Regions from separate parts of the Rattus norvegicus genome. Here region 2 is linked to region 1. Evidence: chromatin contacts called from public Hi-C data. All regions are on one chromosome and are shown on one strand. The core of a region is the stretch at or near the end of the contact, and the rest is flanking DNA. Distances in the headings are between cores, read along the strand shown.

What was found. Hi-C and Micro-C count contacts between places; a contact is called where the count stands out from the background.
Region 2: a contact with region 1 is called in a Hi-C map of psoas muscle, with 3 times the contacts expected there. The contact joins the promoter of Rtn4ip1 here to the promoter of Cd24 in region 1. A contact is called at or near these places in 9 of 12 Hi-C or Micro-C datasets (the A7r5 cell line, the Rat2 cell line, Schwann cells and 5 more).

Annotation. Positions count from the first base shown.
Region 1 is chr20:48,655,049-48,658,182 of GRCr8, forward strand. It overlaps Cd24 (CD24 molecule), which reads left to right and starts at 1,429. Exons shown (of 2, transcript NM_012752.3): 1 at 1,429-1,572. The coding sequence starts at 1,504.
Region 2 is chr20:48,963,177-48,966,384 of GRCr8, forward strand. Rtn4ip1 (reticulon 4 interacting protein 1) reads left to right here and starts at 1,759. Exons shown (of 9, transcript NM_001107644.3): 1 at 1,759-2,428. The coding sequence starts at 2,155. It overlaps Qrsl1 (glutaminyl-tRNA amidotransferase subunit QRSL1), which reads right to left and starts at 1,636. Exons shown (of 11, transcript NM_001014034.2): 1 at 1,515-1,636. The coding sequence starts at 1,538.

The sequences.
Region 1 (3,134 bases), core at 179-2,678:
AGTCTGTCCCGGAGAAGCTCTGAAGACCCGGGCGGGCGCTTGGGATTAGGCGCCACCCTCGGTGAGGAGCCGGGAGCTGGGCACAGAATGACCTTTCTATACAGTGTGGTAACTGTTAGACAGGAAAGTTCACTGGCGCTATACAGAAATTCCTGTGTGTCCAAGCACATCTCACACGTGGAAAGTTACTGAGCGGCTGTGGCTGACCCGGTAAGGCTCAGGCCAACGCAGCCACAAACCGACGACTACGGAGTCCATTGTCAGCCTGCACCCATAAAACTCTGCTTTTACGAGGCTGTTCTGCAAAAAATTGAAATTTAAACAAATTTCCACCGTTGCTAGGTTTGTTTTGTTTGGCTTTTTACGGGCCGCAAAACACGTGGGCTACCACTTTAAATAGGAAGGTCCAGAACCCTGTGATTAAAATTTAAAAATATTCCACCACTAAATAATTTTCAAATTTGCTTTTGAGTTCTCACAAAGGAAGAGGGTCGAAAGAAAGATTCCATTAAAACGTACAGACCGATGACTGCTCTTTTTGCATCGGTTCGTCAAAATGACTTACACGGCAGCTATGGAGGAAAATGGCTTGAGCAAGTACTGGGCAGAACAAGCGCGTCCCCAGAAACGTGGAGATTATTTGGACCGAAACTCAGTCCCTCTCAGTGTCCCGCCCCGTGGCCGTGCGCAGTTGGCTGTTCCCTAGGTCCGGGTGGATGCTGCGGGGGGTTTGCCCGGGTGCGCTCTGCTGAATGCAGCACTAGACCAGCTCAAAACACAAAGCAAGCAGCCGAGCGAGGGGCGGCCGCCCAGCCGAGCATACTCACGGCTGGGGTCCGGGATCCCTGCGATCCCTGCGATCCCTGCGATCCCTGCGGTGCAGCCGCCAAGGGACAGCGCGAGGCGGCGCCGGGTCTGCTCGCCAACCCCACGCGCCACGGCCCAGGGACCTGCCAAGCCTGCCCAGTTCCCCCCTGCAGCGGGCACTTGAGAAAACCCAGCCCCGAGCTCCGCGCAGTCTGCGCGGCGCCCGCGGCTTCGACTTTTCCTGTTGGGGGGTAAGATGGCAGGGCCGGGGAAACAAAGGAAACTTAGGCCGGGCGGCGTGTGTGGTTCGTGTGCTCGCCCCGGGTCCCGTGTGGGAGTCGCCAGCGCCTGTGCACGCTGCCCGCCCCGGGAAACCCTAGCTGGGTCACAGCCCCGGGCGTCCGCCCACCTGCCGCGCTGGCCGCCTCGGGACATCCCAAGTCACCCGGGCGGGCTCCGAGCAGGCGGCGGGGGAGGGGGCGAGAGCGGCGCAGGGGGGTGGGGAGCGGGGAGGCGGCAGGGTAGGAGGAGAGCAGGGGTGGGCGGGCGCCGCACGTCACGGCTATTGTGGCTGTCCCGGTATATAAGGTCCCGCCGGCCGGCCGCGCTCCCCACCTTGCCTGCGTCCGCGCCAGCCGAGCACATCTCCACGCACCGAGCATCCAGAGAGTCGCGCCGCGCGCCGACGGAGCGGACATGGGCAGAGCGATGGTGGTCAGGCTAGGGCTGGGGTTGCTGCTTCTGGCACTGCTCCTACCCACGCAGGTGAGACCCTGCTCTCGGTGTGGCGTGGGGCCGCGTCCTGGGGGCGTGTGTGTGTGTGTGTGTGTGTGTGTGTGTGTGTGTGTGTGTGTGTGTGTAGCAGGGGTGAAGTCCCTACCTCCGGCCACGCACAGGGGTAGGGAGAGAATTTTATGTGACTTGGGGAACTCGTGGAGTGGACTCCCTAGAGAGAGCCCCCCCTCCCCTCCCACGGAGGGTCTTCGAGCTCCCTGCGAACCACACAAAGAGAGGGGACGGTCCCCTTCGGGGGAGCGTGGCACACGCCCATTCTCCACCGTCCAAACTGGTTTGGAGATCGCCCAGGAATCCCTGGTTGTGGCTCTGTCTTCCACCGGGGGTTCTCAGTCCTGAAGCTAGGGACCTCCCGACGCCACAAACTCCCGCGGTGCGACCCCACACCTCCATCCCTGGCCACCTTAGGGGCCCCATCTCAGCCCAGACCCAATGGCACTGTAGAGACGGAGGGCAGGACTCCAGTGTCCCGATTCTCCGCCAGGCTTTGTCCTAGTCCACAGCCGTTTCCTCTCTTAGATTTGTCCCGGGTACAGATCTCACCCCCCAACACCATGGGTGGCGCTGCTCTAGCTGCCTTAGCGAAAGGGTGAAGGAGCCGCGCCCAGAATGAGACCTGAGCCTGGGAGACCAGGGCGGGACTCGGAGAAGCAGACCGTGGCTTTCCACAGCCTTCGGTTCGCTCAGGGATGTCCCTCGGGCTTCGCCCCTGAAAAGTTGGGCGCGCCAGATTTTCGGACCCTAGAGATCCAGGCTCCGGGCTCACCTGGGAGAGCAGCCCAAGAGCTTGGAGCGCGCTTCGTCTTCCCCATCTCAGGCAGGGTAACTGTACCCCATTGTCTTCTCTGTGGGTTGGCTGTGCCCCGGGGCCTTTCTCAGTCCTCCCGAACCCCCATCTAGGAGGGGCTCAGCATCCCGAAACTGGTTGGTCTCACCCGGATTCCCTTCTCAGCTCCCTTCCCCATAGAAATGTTGAGAGGGAGGTGTTGGTTAAGCAAATCAAGGGAGCTTGGTGGAGAACTGTTAAGTGCCAATTTAATAATTAACATGTAAAAATTGGTTGTTGGTGTTGGAGAGGACCTCTAGACACAGATTGAGCATTGGGCTCCGTTACTATTATTATTATTATTATTATTATTATTATTATTATTATTATTTAGGGTTTTTTTTTTGTCACCTGCAGTAGTAAAAGATCTTTGTAAAAATAAAGAACGGTTACTTTCGGGTACCCATAGGACAGGCTCCGTGTTTTAAACAACTTAGCATATTAAGGTTTTCCTTTTTTTTTTTTTTTTTTTGTGGGAATGCCACTTCCTGATCGGACAGGGTCTTATCTTGACACACAGTAGGCCCCCAGTAAGTCTAAGTGTCTGGATCAGGATTTTGGTGTGCGCAAATCTACTTTGGATACGATTTGCACATTTCTTTAGTCAATATTTGCTTAATGGCCTTACGGCTGGAGAACAAAAGGAGCTAATGCAGACACAGGCGGGCTTATCTTGGGATCCAGGGGCGGCCGAAAGTACCTGTGG
Region 2 (3,208 bases), core at 509-3,008, 310 kb after region 1:
AGATAAGAACCTCGGCAGGGCTTCCTAAGCTTTTCCCACTCACAATCCTTTTCTGCCAGACAAGCTTGGCAAAGCACAGGTACACTGAGAAACAAAGTCGGCATGCAAGACATTTATTGCTAAATCATAAAGAATTTGATTTTAGAACAATTCTCCAGAGGCTAAACGCTGGCTGCTCTTCTGGAGGCCCTGAGTTCAATTTCCAGCACCCATAAGGCAGCTCTCAACCACCTAGACTATAGTGGCACGGGATCTGATACACTCTTGTGGGTGTGCAGACATACATGCAGTCAAAATACCCATATACAATAAGTAAATAAATAGATATTTAAAAAATTCTTTGGTATACATAATTTTGCTCTTAAAGATGATAGTAAATCTGCATACCAATGGATGCATAGACTCATAGACTTACTTATTTTAAAATAAGGAATTAAATCCTGGCTGCAGGTTGCTTCAATGTTGTTCCCTTTTTCAGTTTACCAATATTTTGATTTGCTATATCAGTGCCGAGAACACCACTTTGCATAAGTATGTTGTATGAAATGGTAGGAGCATGTATAGAGCCATACTGGGAAAAGCTGAATAACCTCACATCGAACTTATTTAATAACTTTTGAATGAAACTCAAGTCGATAACTCAAGCAGCCATTTTCAGTATCAAGCACCTTAATGCAATAGAACCCAGAGAAACACAAATTTCACACTTAGGGTACGGACGCGCTGAGGAATGATTTAGGAAAATATTAAAAGGTTTTGTTCTCTGCAATTAAACAATTATGTTTCCACAAGTGTAGAAAGGTTGCACATATGTTAAATCCTAACACAGAACACCCTCGATTCTGAGTTGAGATGTTTCAGGCATTTGCTGGGTAGTGCACACATACTGCTCTGAACCTCGCGCAGAGAAGTCGTGAGGGAGCAACATTGGGTGCTGTCAGAAACATCTTGAATTCACAACGCGTTTGCCCACTGTCTCTAAGAAACATCCCCTTTCCCCTTTTAAACTGCTGTCAAATTTTCTCCTACATTTGTGGTTGCGACCTATTGCTTAAATAGGGGTTAAAACATGATGTGTAGAAACCCTAGTTGTTCGGCCGTGTTTTTCCTTTGTTTTTTTTTTTTAAGCCATAATTTATTTATTTATTTATTTTTTGGCCATCATTTTTTTGGTTTGTTTGAAATTTGCATGCTATAAAATCGCCCGGTCCCTAAGCGAGCACAGCAGCGACAGGCTTGAAATGGCTTGTCTGAGAAACCGTTCCCAAATCGCGCGGGAGGGATGCAATTCCACTCCACGGCTCGGGGGGTTCAACAATTTCTCTTGACGTGGCTGACTCCTGGGAATTGATAGAGGGTGTACGTAAGAGCCTAGGTTCGAATCCCACTTCCCACTCAGGAATGTAGGCGGCCAGGCGGAGCGAGCAGTGCGGGGTGACCCGGGGCGACCTTGAACTTCCAAGTCCTCCAGTGTCTCCGCCCTCCCTGATCCACTCCTGGCCACGTCCACTCACTTCTCGGAGAGTCCGGCCCAGCATAGTCCTCTGAGTCAGCCCAGTACCACAGGATCCCAGAGCAGAGGAAGAAGTCAACGTCGGTCACCGGCGTTACATGGGCGCAGACATCTTGGATCCTCACGCCCCCTCCTCAACAACGAGCGCCTCGATTGGTCGATTTCCAGGATGCGGAAATGATCCCTGCACACGATTGGCTCGCGAGCCGGCGGCAGGAGGCTGCGCGCGGACAAGCAAGGAGACCGCGGCCGGGGTCGCCTCGGGATTGCAAGCCCTGTTTGCTCGTCCTGCTGAGGACTCCCTGCTTGTTTGCTTTTTTCCTTAATGGGAAGGAGAGCGTAAGGAAGGAATGGCCAGAGTACTGGCTGGACGCCATTTCTGAGTGGGGAGCACAGTAGCAATTCTATTTTCTTCTGTTGCTACTTTAGGTTGAGCTTGTTTCTGAAAGCTCCTCCTCCCTTAATTGACCAGTGGGTTTGGCAGAATTTGGCTGAATTGAAGCTTGTTCGTTTGACCCGCCCCAGGTCCTCTCTCCGCCTCCCCACCCACGTTCCTCCTTTCTTTCGCTTCTTTTCCCTTCCTTCCTTCCTTTTTTTAATTTTTTTTTTTTTTGAGGACACGTTCTCCATCCCTGCGCAGGATGGAAGTTTTGAAGACTTGTGTACTTAGAAGAAATGCTTGTGCCGCCGTGTGCTTCTGGAGAAGGAAAGTTATCACGAGGCCACCATATAGAGGCATTAGTACTACGTCTGCGAGGAGCACTGTCATGCCCGCTTGGGTGATAGATAAATATGGAAAGAATGAAGTCCTTCGATTCACCCAGAACATGATGTTACCTATCATACACTATCCAAACGAAGTCATTATCAAAGTCCATGCTGCCAGTGTAAATCCTATAGATGTTAACATGAGAAGTAAGTTGCCCAGGTTTTTTTGTTTTTGTTTTTTTGTTTTTTTAAATCAAATTCACTGGGTACACGGGTGTTTTGTTGGTTTTGTTTTGAAACAAGGGATCGTTGTCTAGCCTAGGCTGGCCTCCAACTCATTGTATACACCTGAGTAGTCTCCACTCTGCAGCCCTCCTGTTCTGCCTCTCCAGTCCTGGGATACAGCAGGTGTAGACCTCCACACCTAGTTAATGGACTACGTTTTGGTTGGCTTGAAGGAATCATTTAGGTTTCTTATTACGTGTGTTTATTTTGTGGTTGGGTGTGTGGAACAGGGCCCAAGTGGAGGTCACAGGACATCCTTTGGGGTGAGTTTTTTTCCTTCTACCATGTAGGCTCAGGGGATTAAACTGACCATGAGTCTTGGTGGCAGGCACCACTGTAGGCAGAATGATCCAAAATTGTGTAGGTTTCTGATAAGATCCCTGCAAATATTTCCGAAGTTTCGACATCACGACTGCCAAGGTATACTTTAATCTTTTATTGAATGTGTTTGCTTCCTTTCACACTCAAATTGGGGCTGAGAACTGATTTGCTACTGTTGATTTGCTCTGTGGTAATTTTAGGGTCCAGCACAGGTTCCAGAGTTTGGTTATGTTTCTCCATCACTTCAGAGTTTGTGTTCATGTAATTCCTGTATCCTTCTTGCTGTCCCACTGTTCACAGCTTCTGTTAGAGGCCCAGTGGACCAAGCAACAGAGCAGGACTCCTGATATGGGCACAGCATCCTCATCATTTCTCATAGCC